2 separate regions of the Mus musculus genome follow, and region 1 is linked to region 2. Evidence: chromatin contacts called from public Hi-C data. All regions are on one chromosome and are shown on one strand. The core of a region is the stretch at or near the end of the contact, and the rest is flanking DNA. Distances in the headings are between cores, read along the strand shown. Region 1 overlaps St6galnac3 (ST6 (alpha-N-acetyl-neuraminyl-2,3-beta-galactosyl-1,3)-N-acetylgalactosaminide alpha-2,6-sialyltransferase 3). Region 2 overlaps St6galnac3 (ST6 (alpha-N-acetyl-neuraminyl-2,3-beta-galactosyl-1,3)-N-acetylgalactosaminide alpha-2,6-sialyltransferase 3).

Evidence for each region. A called contact is a pair of places that touch in the nucleus more often than the background predicts.
Region 1: a Hi-C map of cerebral cortex shows a contact between it and region 2, with 3 times the contacts expected there. The contact joins two enhancer-like sites. A contact is called at or near these places in 4 of 484 Hi-C or Micro-C datasets (cerebral cortex, nephron progenitors and ventral hippocampal neurons), 2 of 115 datasets of contacts at active chromatin or transcription factors (astrocytes and bone marrow-derived dendritic cells) and 1 of 9 other capture datasets (embryonic stem cells).

Annotation. Positions count from the first base shown.
Region 1 is chr3:153,567,607-153,573,474 of GRCm38.p6, forward strand. All of the region lies in intron 1 of St6galnac3 (ST6 (alpha-N-acetyl-neuraminyl-2,3-beta-galactosyl-1,3)-N-acetylgalactosaminide alpha-2,6-sialyltransferase 3), which reads right to left. Among named protein-coding and RNA genes, the nearest start is that of Gm32721, 19 kb to the right of the region's middle. Within about 2 kb of position 3,700, at least 26 of the 459 cell types and tissues checked have an H3K27ac peak or open chromatin away from gene starts, as enhancers often do. A contact at or near this core is called in cerebral cortex, where this site is marked.
Region 2 is chr3:153,274,120-153,280,308 of GRCm38.p6, forward strand. The region is part of intron 3 of St6galnac3 (ST6 (alpha-N-acetyl-neuraminyl-2,3-beta-galactosyl-1,3)-N-acetylgalactosaminide alpha-2,6-sialyltransferase 3); the gene reads right to left. Among named protein-coding and RNA genes, the nearest start is that of Gm52634, 21 kb to the left of the region's middle. Within about 2 kb of position 3,157, at least 73 of the 459 cell types and tissues checked have an H3K27ac peak or open chromatin away from gene starts, as enhancers often do. A contact at or near this core is called in cerebral cortex, where this site is marked.

The DNA.
Region 1 (5,868 bases), core at 2,450-4,949, 290 kb after region 2:
GGATGGAGTTAGTGCAAGTCATACTGGACACTGAAGTGAACCATTATGCTTGAATTTTGCAGACTAACTTTGGGAGAGTCAGTGCTGACTATATAACATGCTGAAGACTTGACAGCCTGCCAGTAACACTGCCCCACATCCCACAGGACCACTGCCAAGGGGAATCCCAAAGGGCAAAGCAGCCACAGTGATTCTCAAAATATAAAGCTCTTCCCCGACCCATCAAAGCTGCACTCGCACCCGCCCACATGACGGGTGAAGCTGCCTAGCCAGTGTGTGCTGCCTTGACTCTGGTCCACTTGGCTTTCCACCCCTCCAAGGCAAGGGCCACTGTCAAGTATCTCCTGTGTAAATACTTCTGGAGCAAGATGGCATTGAGTCCTATGGCTGGGTTTGTGGGTGGTGTTTTGATGCTCTTTAAGGAGTCAATTGCTTCCTCGAGCATTTCAGAAACTATGGAGATGGAGACTGTTCTTTAAACACACCCCTCCCTGAGTGAAGGAAGATTCTTGTCTAGGTAGCATCATCTAGTGGGGAATCTCTGAGCTGCAAGCCAACAATCTATCACAGTCGGATTGATGCTTTTAGAGCCTACAGAAAGGGCTTCTCCATTTCATTCATCATCTTCTGCAATATCTACCATATATAAATTTAGTAAACTTCTATTAAGGCAATAAACATAAAATGAGCCTCAAAAGCACGAGCAGTTCTTCTAGCACGATGGACAGGGATCTTGTCTGGCTGGAACCAAGTTTTGGTTTGGATTCTCAGAGCTTCTGGCATATGTGTGTGTGTGTGTGTGTGTGTGTGTGTGTCCACCTCCTACTGTGTTGCTCCACTGGAAGCTACCCTATCTACCATCTCAAAGGATGGATTAGTAAACCATTCTTGCAAGGCATTTGAGCAACTCACAGAAAGAGATGTTTGAAGTACAAATTATTATTTTTAAAGGTTTCCCAAGAGCGGGCCAGCAGTTACTACAATTACTATTCAGTGAAGAATCTTAAGTGCACACAGCAGACACGCCTGGCGAACTCAACTGTTTCCATGGGTCTTAAAGGTTTAAACTAATCACACCTGTATGGTTTCTGAAGATAATCTGATGGCTATAACATACAGAGATAGATAGCTTCATTACCACAAATGACTCCAGAGCAATCCAGGAGAGAGGAAAGCCGCTACTGTTATGCAGATGTTGCTGCCTAGAGCTAACCCAACTCCTTCCTGACACCTTGGCTGGCTCTAAGTAATAGGATTTCAGAATGTTACTGACTGGCTAAGAGGGTTTCCCATCTGTAAAATGAGAGAGAACTGCCACTAATCTCTCCAGCCTTAGGAATGCACAATGGCTTTTGTGGTTTGTACAAAATAACAACAGTGAGAGTCATATCCAAGTCATACAGCCCACCCTTATCTCTGTGCTTCCGCCACCCTGGAGGCAGTCTCTACACTGAATACAATCTGGCTGCCCAGTGACTCGCAGTGGCTGTTCTTGCTCAAAGTTCGCCCTACCTCAGCCACATATCACTCATTCCAACATCCCATTTAGCCACAAGAACCAATCAACAGATAAAAGATGTTGGGGAAGAAAAGTGCTTCCTTGGTCCATCAGAAGAACTTAGATCACGAGCAATGAGTGATTCTAACTCATCAACAGAAATAGCACCAACTGCCAGGGTCAAACGTGGTGTCCAGGTGAGCAAATACATTTACCCAGCGTTGGCTAAAGAAATTCAACACTAGTGCTGAAAATTGATGGGTGCAAAGGGCTCTGTCTAACTTGAAAGATCAGACATTCTGTCACCTTCACAGAGCTTCAGTGTCATGCACTGTATTAGAATTCTGCAGAGAAAAAGAGCCAATATCCATTGATAAAACAGCAACAACAAAACTTAAGACGCATCCGAAACACAATTGTGAGGACCAGAGTCTGTATTCCCAGGACACACATAAATCAGTGTGTGGTAGCACATATCTGTGACCCCACAACAAAGAGATAGGAGGCAGAGGTAAGAGAATCCCAGCTAATCTGGCATAGATATCAATAAACTATAAAAATTCTTCTGAGTTACAGAGACAAAGTTTGGAGCTGAGATGAAAGGATGGACCATGTAGAGACTGCCTTATCCAGGGATCCACCCCATAATCAGCATCCAAACGCTGACACCATTGCATACACTAGCAAGATTTTATCGAAAGGACCCAGATGTAGCTGTCTCTTGTGAGACTATGCCGGGGCCTAGCAAACACAGAAGTGGATGCTCACAGTCAGCTAATGGATGGATCACAGGGCTCCCAATGGAGGAGCTAGAGAAAGTACCCAAGGAGCTAAAGGGATCTGCAACCCTATAGGTGGATCAACATTATGAACTAACCAGTACCCCGGAGCTCTTGACTCTAGCTGCATATGTATCAAAAGATGGCCTAGTCAGCCATCACTGGAAAGAGAGGCCCATTGGACACACAAACTTTATATGCCCCAGAACAGGGGAACGCCAGGGCCAAAAAGGGGGGGTGGGCGGGTAGGGGAGTGGGGGCGGGTGGGTATGGGGGACTTTGGTATAGCATTGGAAATGTAAATGAGCTAAATACCTAATAAAAATGGAAAAAAAATAAAAAATAAAATAAAAATTCTTCTATCAATTCAATGTTGTCCTTACACTGTCACATGCCATGGCAACCCTTACACATATGAACATACACACACACACACACACACACACACACACTCACACAATGATGTGAAAAAGACTTATGATATACAGAGCTATGGAAGCCCACTGGGAGATCGTTTGCCTCTTATGCACAAAGCTCTGGGTTCAGCTCCTAACTGAAGGGGTGGGCAGATACACGATACCTCTGTGCCAGTCAATGGGCACAGGATCGTTCCAGGGGTCCACAGTACATCGAGAAGATAATACATCAGACACACAGATATGTTCAAGCTATTAGAAAGTGCTCGCCTGACAAACCATGATTAACATGTGCGGTGACACCTGTGCACCTGCCGTCTTTTCAGCACTACCTGTCCTACCTTCATCCTGTTGGCCACAATAAAACACTCTGACCAAAAGGACTTGGGGAGAAGAAGATTCAGTTCTTTCTACCCTTCTGGGTCACTATCCATGTCTGAGGGAAATCAAAGCAGGACCCTGGGCAAGAACCTGAATCAGAACCAGGGAGGAATGCCACTCTGCTGGCCCCATCTCTGCTTGTTCTCTCACAAGCTCATCCTTAGCTAGCTTTCTGTACAGCCCAGGGCCACCTGCCTAGGAATGACCCCTCCCACAGTGGACTGCACCCTTATATATCAATGAATAATCAAGACAATGCCCCATAAATGTGCCTACAGACCAATATGATGCAGTCAATTCCTCAGTGGAGGATCCTTCTTCCAAGTGGCACTAGGTTGAGTCAAGGTGACACCTGAGTTGACAAAAGATATTACCTAAAATTTCATGGAAAGAGAATATAGAACCCAGCATCAACACATTACAAGTACTTAGCGAGTGGGAGCTATGACTTTAAACTATTATCTGATTGCTTTAGAGATCAGCCTTAACTAAAAACAGAAACCCTTCTGCAGGCTGACATTTAAAAGGCCACCACACAAAGAACACAGACCGGCTTCCAGGAAGGTACTTGTGAAAGCGTGGGCTGGCGAATCAACGGCACGGGATGTTCTCTTCCAACAGCTTGCCATTTCAGCATCTTTCGATTAGGCCGACACATGGTGCTCTCGAATGGCCCAGCTTCCCTCCCACGTTTGCAGACCAGGATTATTCTAAATAGGAAGCCAGTCCCCAAAACCTCCCACTTGCCGCCAACACAGGTCAGCCACAGGATTGTGTGCAGTCAGGCTGTGGAGCAGGTGCGACTACCTGTGTGAAGGTCACAGCCTAGTTATTTTATGTGTCAGTCTGAAGATAAAAGCAGACAACAATGAACCAGTCTGCACTCTCCCCGTGGAAGGAGATTGTCTTAAATTTGGGAAGTGGTTTGTCACTGAGATAACCTCAGCTACCCTGCAAAACAAAGCAAATAAACAAACTCGCTGGAAGTGAGGGTGCACACTTGAATTCAACTCTAAGGCAGACGCAGTGCTGGGCACTGCTGTTCAGTTACTTTGTCTGTCTTCAGTAGACACCGGTCATGGCGCCCTTTCTCCCTAGAGTCCTCCCCACGGTGATCTATAAACTGTAAAGTGCTAGTGCTTTAAAATGATTTTAAAGCAAGCCCTGGAATTACATTAAGGGCTTGCTTTAAAATGATTTTAAAGCAAGCCCTGGAATTACATTAAGGGCTTATCCGAGCCAGAAGGAGGCTGATGATGGTCAGGAGGAACCGACGCAGAAGGGTCACGTAACCATTTCCGGTCGGCAGTGGAGCCACTCCGCCCCCTCTTACCAATGAATCCCTGTCCATATAGACCTCAAAGTGCTCAGCCTGCTCGCTGTCTGCGGGTTTGGCCTCCTGACCAGACGTTTCCATTACCGCAGCTGCTGTTTGTAAGCGTGTAGCAGCCCTGCGTCTTAATGCTTCTCACCACACGCTTAATTTTTTTTTCTTCTCCTAGAAGAAATTATGGCCATTTCGGCTGAGTGTCCCCATTCTGTATTCTTTCAGAGCTCGTATTCATCTTTTATTTTCCTGAATGAGGTTTGGTTTATAGCATATAAGATAGGAAAACAGGATTGAAAAGGCTGGGAGAATATAAATCTTCCCTTGGAAACAAAATGCTCTCAGCGCATTTTAAAGACTTCAGAGTTTTTTTGACGCCCTCATTCACTGGAGAATTTTGGAGGAAGTAAAATCCGAGAATCCCTCTCCCTCTTCCCCCCGCCACTCCCCTATCTCTCTCTTTCACACACACACAGAAATAAAAAAATTTAAAAAGCCAGCCATATAGCCTGATTATTCCAATGTCTTCCAGTACACTGTGTGTTCCGTCAGACACTCCATGTTGGAAAGGTTTTCCATGTCTCGCTGGGTTTGCACATTCCTTTTTTCCAGCCAAAGTTCAGATACCTCGAGGACAGAGCTACACCCTAACCATGCGGTAGAGGTCTATTACATCATGGTGGTCTATTACATCATGGAGGTCTATTACATCATGGATCGCTTAGGCAAATCCCAGAGCTCCACTGGTGTGGGTACTCTGGGACTCGGTGCTTTTCCCAGGCTACCCCACTCCAGAGGGCCCTTCATGTCACCATAAAACTGATTTCTTTACCTAGCCACACAGGAGGACAAGATCCTCAATGGCTCTAGACTAGTCTTCTGGATATAAACACACCAATGAAAAAGCTGTAGTTTTCTTCATAAGCTAAGGATGTGAGGACCTAAAGGAGCAGGGTTCTGATGACAAAGCTTAAAGATGAGCAATTCGGAAGGAAGGTGTGTTGTAATGTGTAATCCCAATGATGTTGTTTCTAGCACGTTCAAACAGCAGCCAAATGAATGGCTCCATCCTCAGAATGAAATACATTTTATAGGGATTTCCCCCTGGAAAACTAGAGCTGAAGGTGGGGCTGGAGAGACAGCTCAGCCATTAAGAGCAGTTACTGCTTTTTCAGAGGATCAGAGTTCAATACCAGGTACGCAACTCATGACCCATATTACTGCAGCCCCAGAGACCCTCATACCCAGTTTTGGCTTCAGCAAGTGTACACACACACACACACACACACACACACACACTATAATTTAAAATAACTGGAGATATGTGTGCAAAAACACATCAGACCACAGCAATCATTTAAAAAGAAGAACCAATTAAGAATGCCTGTTGCTCTATGTCCTGACAAGGCTCCTGGCATACAAAGACTCTTCTCACAGGACCCAAAGAGCACAGTTAAAAGTGACAGT
Region 2 (6,189 bases), core at 1,907-4,406:
AATATATTGATTCAGGGAAATAGTCATCAAGAATAAATAAAAGGCTCGGGGCTAAGGAGATGGCTCAGCAGATAAAGGTGCTTGCTGTGCAAACTCTGTGAACTGCTTGATTGCTTGTGCTCAGCTCGATTTCTCCACTCTTCAGGACCTCATACCCAGGGAATGCGGCTACCCACAGTGCGCTTGATCTTTCCATATTAATGAATTTATGACAGTCCCCCTAGATATTCCACAGGCCTCATATTCCTCATCGAGACTGTTTTCCTAGGTGAGTCTAGGTTGGATCATGCTGGCAGTTAAAGCTAACCATCACATACACACTCAGTTTCATGAGAGTGGTACTTCAAGTGGAAAGGGAAACAGATGAACCTTAACACAACAATAGCGGGGGCTCGAAGTACACAACTCAGGCCATGAGATAGGTCACCCGGATGAAAAACAAACCGACAAGGAACACCAGAGTTCAACAACATTACAGATTAAGTCTATGTAACAAACATCTACAGAACATTCTATTCAAACCCTGAAGAATATTTTCAAAGGGTCATCAATAGGTTTTTTTCTAAAATAAATCACATTTAGGGCACAAAGCAAGCATAAGAAATATAAGAAAAATGAAATAATTTCTATTCTACAGGATCACAACTGAATAAATAAAAAAACAAGAGAAACTACATTCAAATAAACACATAAAGACCCAATAACATATTATCACATATCATGTCCTTAAATCAGGATTAGGTAACTTAAAATCTTCTAGAATCAAATAAAAAATGATAATACAATACAGCAGATCCTGTGGATATTATGAAAGCAGTTCTAAGAAGGAATTTCATGATTATAACTGTGCATGTTAGAGAATCAGAGAACTGTCATATAAACAACAATGGTATACCTTACAGCCTAGGGAAAAAAGAGAAACCTTCAGTCAACAGGTAGAAAGATATAATAAAAATCAGGACATAGATTAATGAACTGAAAATGAAAAAGACTAAAAGAAACAAGAGATTGGTTATCTGAAAAATCTGATTAACTAATTATTAGCCAGCCTAAAGGAAGGGGGAAAAGATTCAAATGAATAAAACTAGAGATAAAACAGCAGAAACCAATGGAATTCCAAAGATAATTAGGGTGCATTTTGAAAAGTCACATTCCAAAAGAACTGAAAATCTGGAAGAAATAACTTCTAAACTCACAGGACCTACTAAAATTAAGCCAAGAACACAAACAACTTAAACACAGTTAGCAATGATGTAATGAGCTTGGTAATGAGCTGCCTGTCTAAATTGGCTCATGTAGAGACTGATTCCTTGATGGACTCTGGTCACTGCTTCAAAGTGCAGCTGATACCAATGTTTCTCAAAATACTCCTCAAAACTGAGAGAAAAGACATTCTACCAATTTATCCTACAACATTAGTGTTATTCTGATAGCCAAGCTGGACATAGATGCAGTGGAAAATTAAACAAACAACCCAGAAATAAATAAAAAAGAAAATCCTGTCTCCCTCCTTCCCCAATGAACATAACTGTGAAACTTCTCAGTAAAATACTTGCCAAGGTAACTCAGCTGCACATTCAAAAGGCACTCACCGTGACCAAGGAGATCCAGGGATGGTTTTACATATGTAAAAAAGACAGTAGTCCATCACACAAAGACAGAAATCACAGGATCATCTGAGTGGATTACAAATGGCCTTTGACAAAACCCAACACCCACTCATGATAAAATCCCTGAAGTACTGGAGAAAGGAGACACTACAGGGACACACTTCTTCTATGGTTGGAGATCATGTGGTATTAGGGCGAAGGCAACAGGAGATGGAACCACACAACTTCGTGTGCAGCATTAAAAAAAAAAATCAATAACACAAGGAAGATAAAGAAGACCCAGTGGTGAGGTAAAGCCTTTTGTTTGAGGGCTGAATACTGAAGTGAAAGAGGAGAACTATGACACATGCATTTTAAATAACATTCCATAAAGATTTATATTTCATAGAGATATTTTTATAGAGGTATTTCATAAAAGTTTTAAGTCCTTATTGATTTAGGATGGGCAGTGCTAGATCAGCCAACCCAAGCACACGTGGTCCATGAGTGGCTGACTTGGCTCTCTGCATTCAACTGATGACTTCTGCATGGCCCAGCCCTTCTGCTCTTTACCACAGGAAATGGTTCAGGTTTCCACCCACGCCCAGACAGAAGACATGCAGTGACTTAGGCTGCCTTGACCTGGATGAGCTAGCAGCATGACACTGGACTCTTGAAGAGAAAAGCAAGCAGCAGGGATGGTTTCCCTCCATTTTAAGAATACCAAATGCAAGAACAGGGTTTTCACAGCTTGAAAAATCTAAAGCAGCTTAAGTGGTAAAATATGGCTCTAATCAAAACGACTCAGGGTTGAACAGTGAACCTGGCAGCCTCTGGCTACTCAGTATTGTTTCTTGTGAGAAATGTGATATTCAGGGTATAACCTAACCTGCAACTATAAATAATACGCAGGGCAGAAGGAACCAGGAGATCCCTACACACCAGTCCAAGTGGTTCTAATTGTATTGTACCCCAAAGAGGAGAGTAATTATGTGGGGGAGCATGGGATTTCCCCCTGAAGCAATCAAGCATCCGCTTCAGCCAATGCTGACTCACTAATAAAACTGCATCTGTACTCAACCGTTTATTTTGAACGTGCCCGTTTTTTGATTTGCCTATGGGCCTTCCTTTGATTTGTCCGAGCTAATTCATCCGCAGGGCCAACACAGGCTTCTTGAGTTGACTGGACTCTGACCCTGTTTGTCTAGCAGATCCTCTGTACTTGTCCAAACAGGTGACTTTCCATGTTCGGCCTCGCTCGTTCTGCCAAGCCCGAATCCATTTTCAGGAATATTTCCTCTTGCATTTCCTGAACTTGTTTTCAACAATACAGGAAAATGTGTGATGGAGAGAGAATGTGCAGGGGGGCAGCAGCGGGGGTTTTCTCCTGCCTTGTTTTTCGCTGCCTTCACTTCAAACAAGTGTGTGTTTAGGCGGCAGAGACAGCAGCGTGCAGCCTTCATTCATTTCCCTAGAGAATGGCTTATCAAGTGCTGAAAATACGAGCTGTTCTATTCTGCAAAACACACATCAGATCCTTTGACAAGCAGTAGTCATTACCGTGTGTTCTATAGTTCCCTGCCTGGAAAGTGGTCGGCGGACAAGCCATCCCCTGGGGCGGCTTAACCCCGTTTATTCATCTCAATTTTCCTCTAGGTTTCTAGCCACAAAAAGAAAAAAAAATAAATTAAATTAACAAAACCCATTTGGAAAATGAACCTTTTGCGGTGGGTTCCAGGAAGCATTTAATTCAGGCAAGGCTGTGCCTCGCAGAGCCACCCACACGCCACATGCCGCTGCTTTGATGCATGGACAGTGGCAGCTGCAAACCTGAGATCTGAGGCTCATTAATGCATCTGCATGCTGAGGAATGTGCTGTATGTCGAGGTTTCCACGGCGACTGGACTGCGCATGGCCTATTCTCTGGAAGGAGGAACCTCGGTCTGCTGTCACTGGGGGGTAAGCATTACTAGCGAGCATAGAACAGCTGCACATGTGCCAGAGTGGGTGTCAGTCCACACACTGGTTCAATACAGTGGAGCCCCTGTTGACATTCCAAATTACAATGAGAAAGCCCGGGTCTGTAGACAGCTCTCACGCTGAGACAGAGATGGTGTGCAAAGAGAGTGCCAGGCGGAAAGTGTGTACGTGACACAGAGGAAGGCTTGGCTACCAGCCTTTCACAAAATTTCTACAGATGGAGATGGTGTGTTAAAACACCACGAGTTGCTTTTCATACCAATCAGCCGAATGTTCAGGAGAGAGGTGTGGGTGTACTGGAAGGACAGGATTCAAATCAGGCCTCTGCCACGTACCTGGGCTCTGATCTCGAGTAAGCCACTAGCGATCTCTCAGTTCTGCAAATAGAATGTGAAGACACTGGCTGCACAAGGTAGCCTACAAGAAACAGTGGCACAGTAGATGAGGACCACCCTCATGCTCACAGGGAGTGAACCGAGTATCCTGCCAGGTGGCAGGCCAACAGGAGAGAAAATTCCAGCCCTCCCTTTAAAGTGTTTTCCTCATCTTTGATCCCAAATTTTTCCTCCCACTGTCCTAAGAACCCAAGGCCAAAAAACAATCTTCTTATTTTTGTCACAGAAAAGGAAGTACTGGGGCACAAACATGTAACATTATTTATCACGGGAAATACAACACAAACTCCTATGGTCCTTCATGAGCTGACACTAGCAAACTAGAGGGTGTGGTCAGCCGGTTTCACCTTATCACAGCCTATGGACTGATAATGAAGTCCCACGCCCACTCTGGGCTGAAGGACTGTCAAGGTAAATAACAGCAATTCGCAGGAGGTTCTTGCGGATGAGAATATGAAGATCACTAGAGATATCCATATCCCACAAGTGCCAGCTTGATTTGATTTGAGCTGCTGGAAGAATATCTTTGGGAAGGAATTAAAGCTGCAGTATTATTAACCAACTTCGCACTCAGATATCACTGCGTCTGGCGGAAACCCTGCCTTGTGGTGCTGCTTTGAAATGCTTAATTGTATGAGGAGGAGGAGGAGGAGGAGGAGAAAGAGATGACAGTTCAGAACACTGTTTCGTTAGTTCTAGTGTGTCATTAGAAACGATCTTTCATTTTTCTTATTTTTTCCAGAAAGATGTCATAAGTAAATAGCAACTAAAATCCCCTCCTGTTTCTTTGATTGTTGTTCTCTTGTTGATACTCTACTTTGCCAGTCATCTCAGAAGCGAAGCTGTGATTGGTCCCATGAATATGTATAATCTGAGAGTCTACACTAGCTTGCACGGTATATTAAACCTGCTATTGAAATTCCCACCCAGTGTATTATGGTGCTGTGAAATATGAAAGCCAAAATGAAGAGGTATCATGGCTCTGAACAACATATTCAATTTGATCCAGACAGCCCCTAAAACAGTGCATCTCTTTTGCTCTCCACATAGAGAAATATGGATTTATTTATTAATATCTTTTCTCCCTCTATTGTCCCAGCTTCTTGCCTTCCTTCACTGTCATTTTGTTTCTTTCAAGATAAATTTGTTGGACAAAGTGGGCCATGGAGTGGTCTGGGATTGCCTGAGATACAGCAGGATGCTTCAGTATGGAATTTCCTTTGCAAAAATGAGGAGCCCTTGGGTCATCTGGAATGAGTGGCTACTTTGTGTCTGGAGTTATTTCCCATGTTGGGTTCTCAGCAGCCAATAGACCAGACCTTCAGCATACCACACATTCCAATGAAGGAGGCAGAAAGGCATCCTGATAACTGAAGTACCAGGAAGAAGGCTACTATCAGAAGGGATGGAGCTGGTGAGGCAATCATGAGGCCAGTGCCTCGATAGCCCTTTGTGCTTAGGTGACATTTGAGCAGGGTATGAAGGAAGAGACAATTTATAGGATGGTGCAAGGAAGAGTCCACTGGGCACAGGAAGGGCCCTGAGGCAGGAGGGCCAGAAAAAATGAAACCAGACCTGCTGTATATGGCCCTTCAACTTTCAGTTGTTAAGCCGTGCACCTTGGTAGGTTACTTCACTATTTCCAAGTAAATAATGGGGGGGGGGGCACTGGCAGGCTAGGATTTGCCTTCCCTATGCCCAAGATCCCATACAGTATCTTCCAGTCTTGTGGGTTTCCTTTATAGGTCTTTTATTATGGGATGCTTAGAACAGAAATGGCTTTCCACTATCTTTTCTATTTCCTATTTTATTTTTTTAAAAATTAATGTTTTTATTCATCCTTTGAGAATTTAAGAGGGCTTCTGATCCCTAGAACAGGAGTTATAGATGGTTTTGAGCCATCATGTGGGTGCTAGGAATTGAAGCCAGGTCCTCTAGAAGAGAACACTGTGCTCTTAACCGTGGAGCCGTCCTGTAAGCCCAGCCTTTCCTCTTCTAATCATTATTCACTGGTCTCCCTACTTTTGTTGGTTTCCTTTAAGACACAAGGAAGGTCTGAATGCCCCTTTCACACACAGAAGCACCATTCAGGAATCAGAAAGCCTAAGGAGAGTTGTAAAGTGTCTGGATTTTCTTAAAAGGGAGTATGTTCACAGTGAAAGGAAGATGGGCAAAAAACCTTATGGAAACTCTTAAGGGTATGTTTCTGAGTTGGTCTTTATATT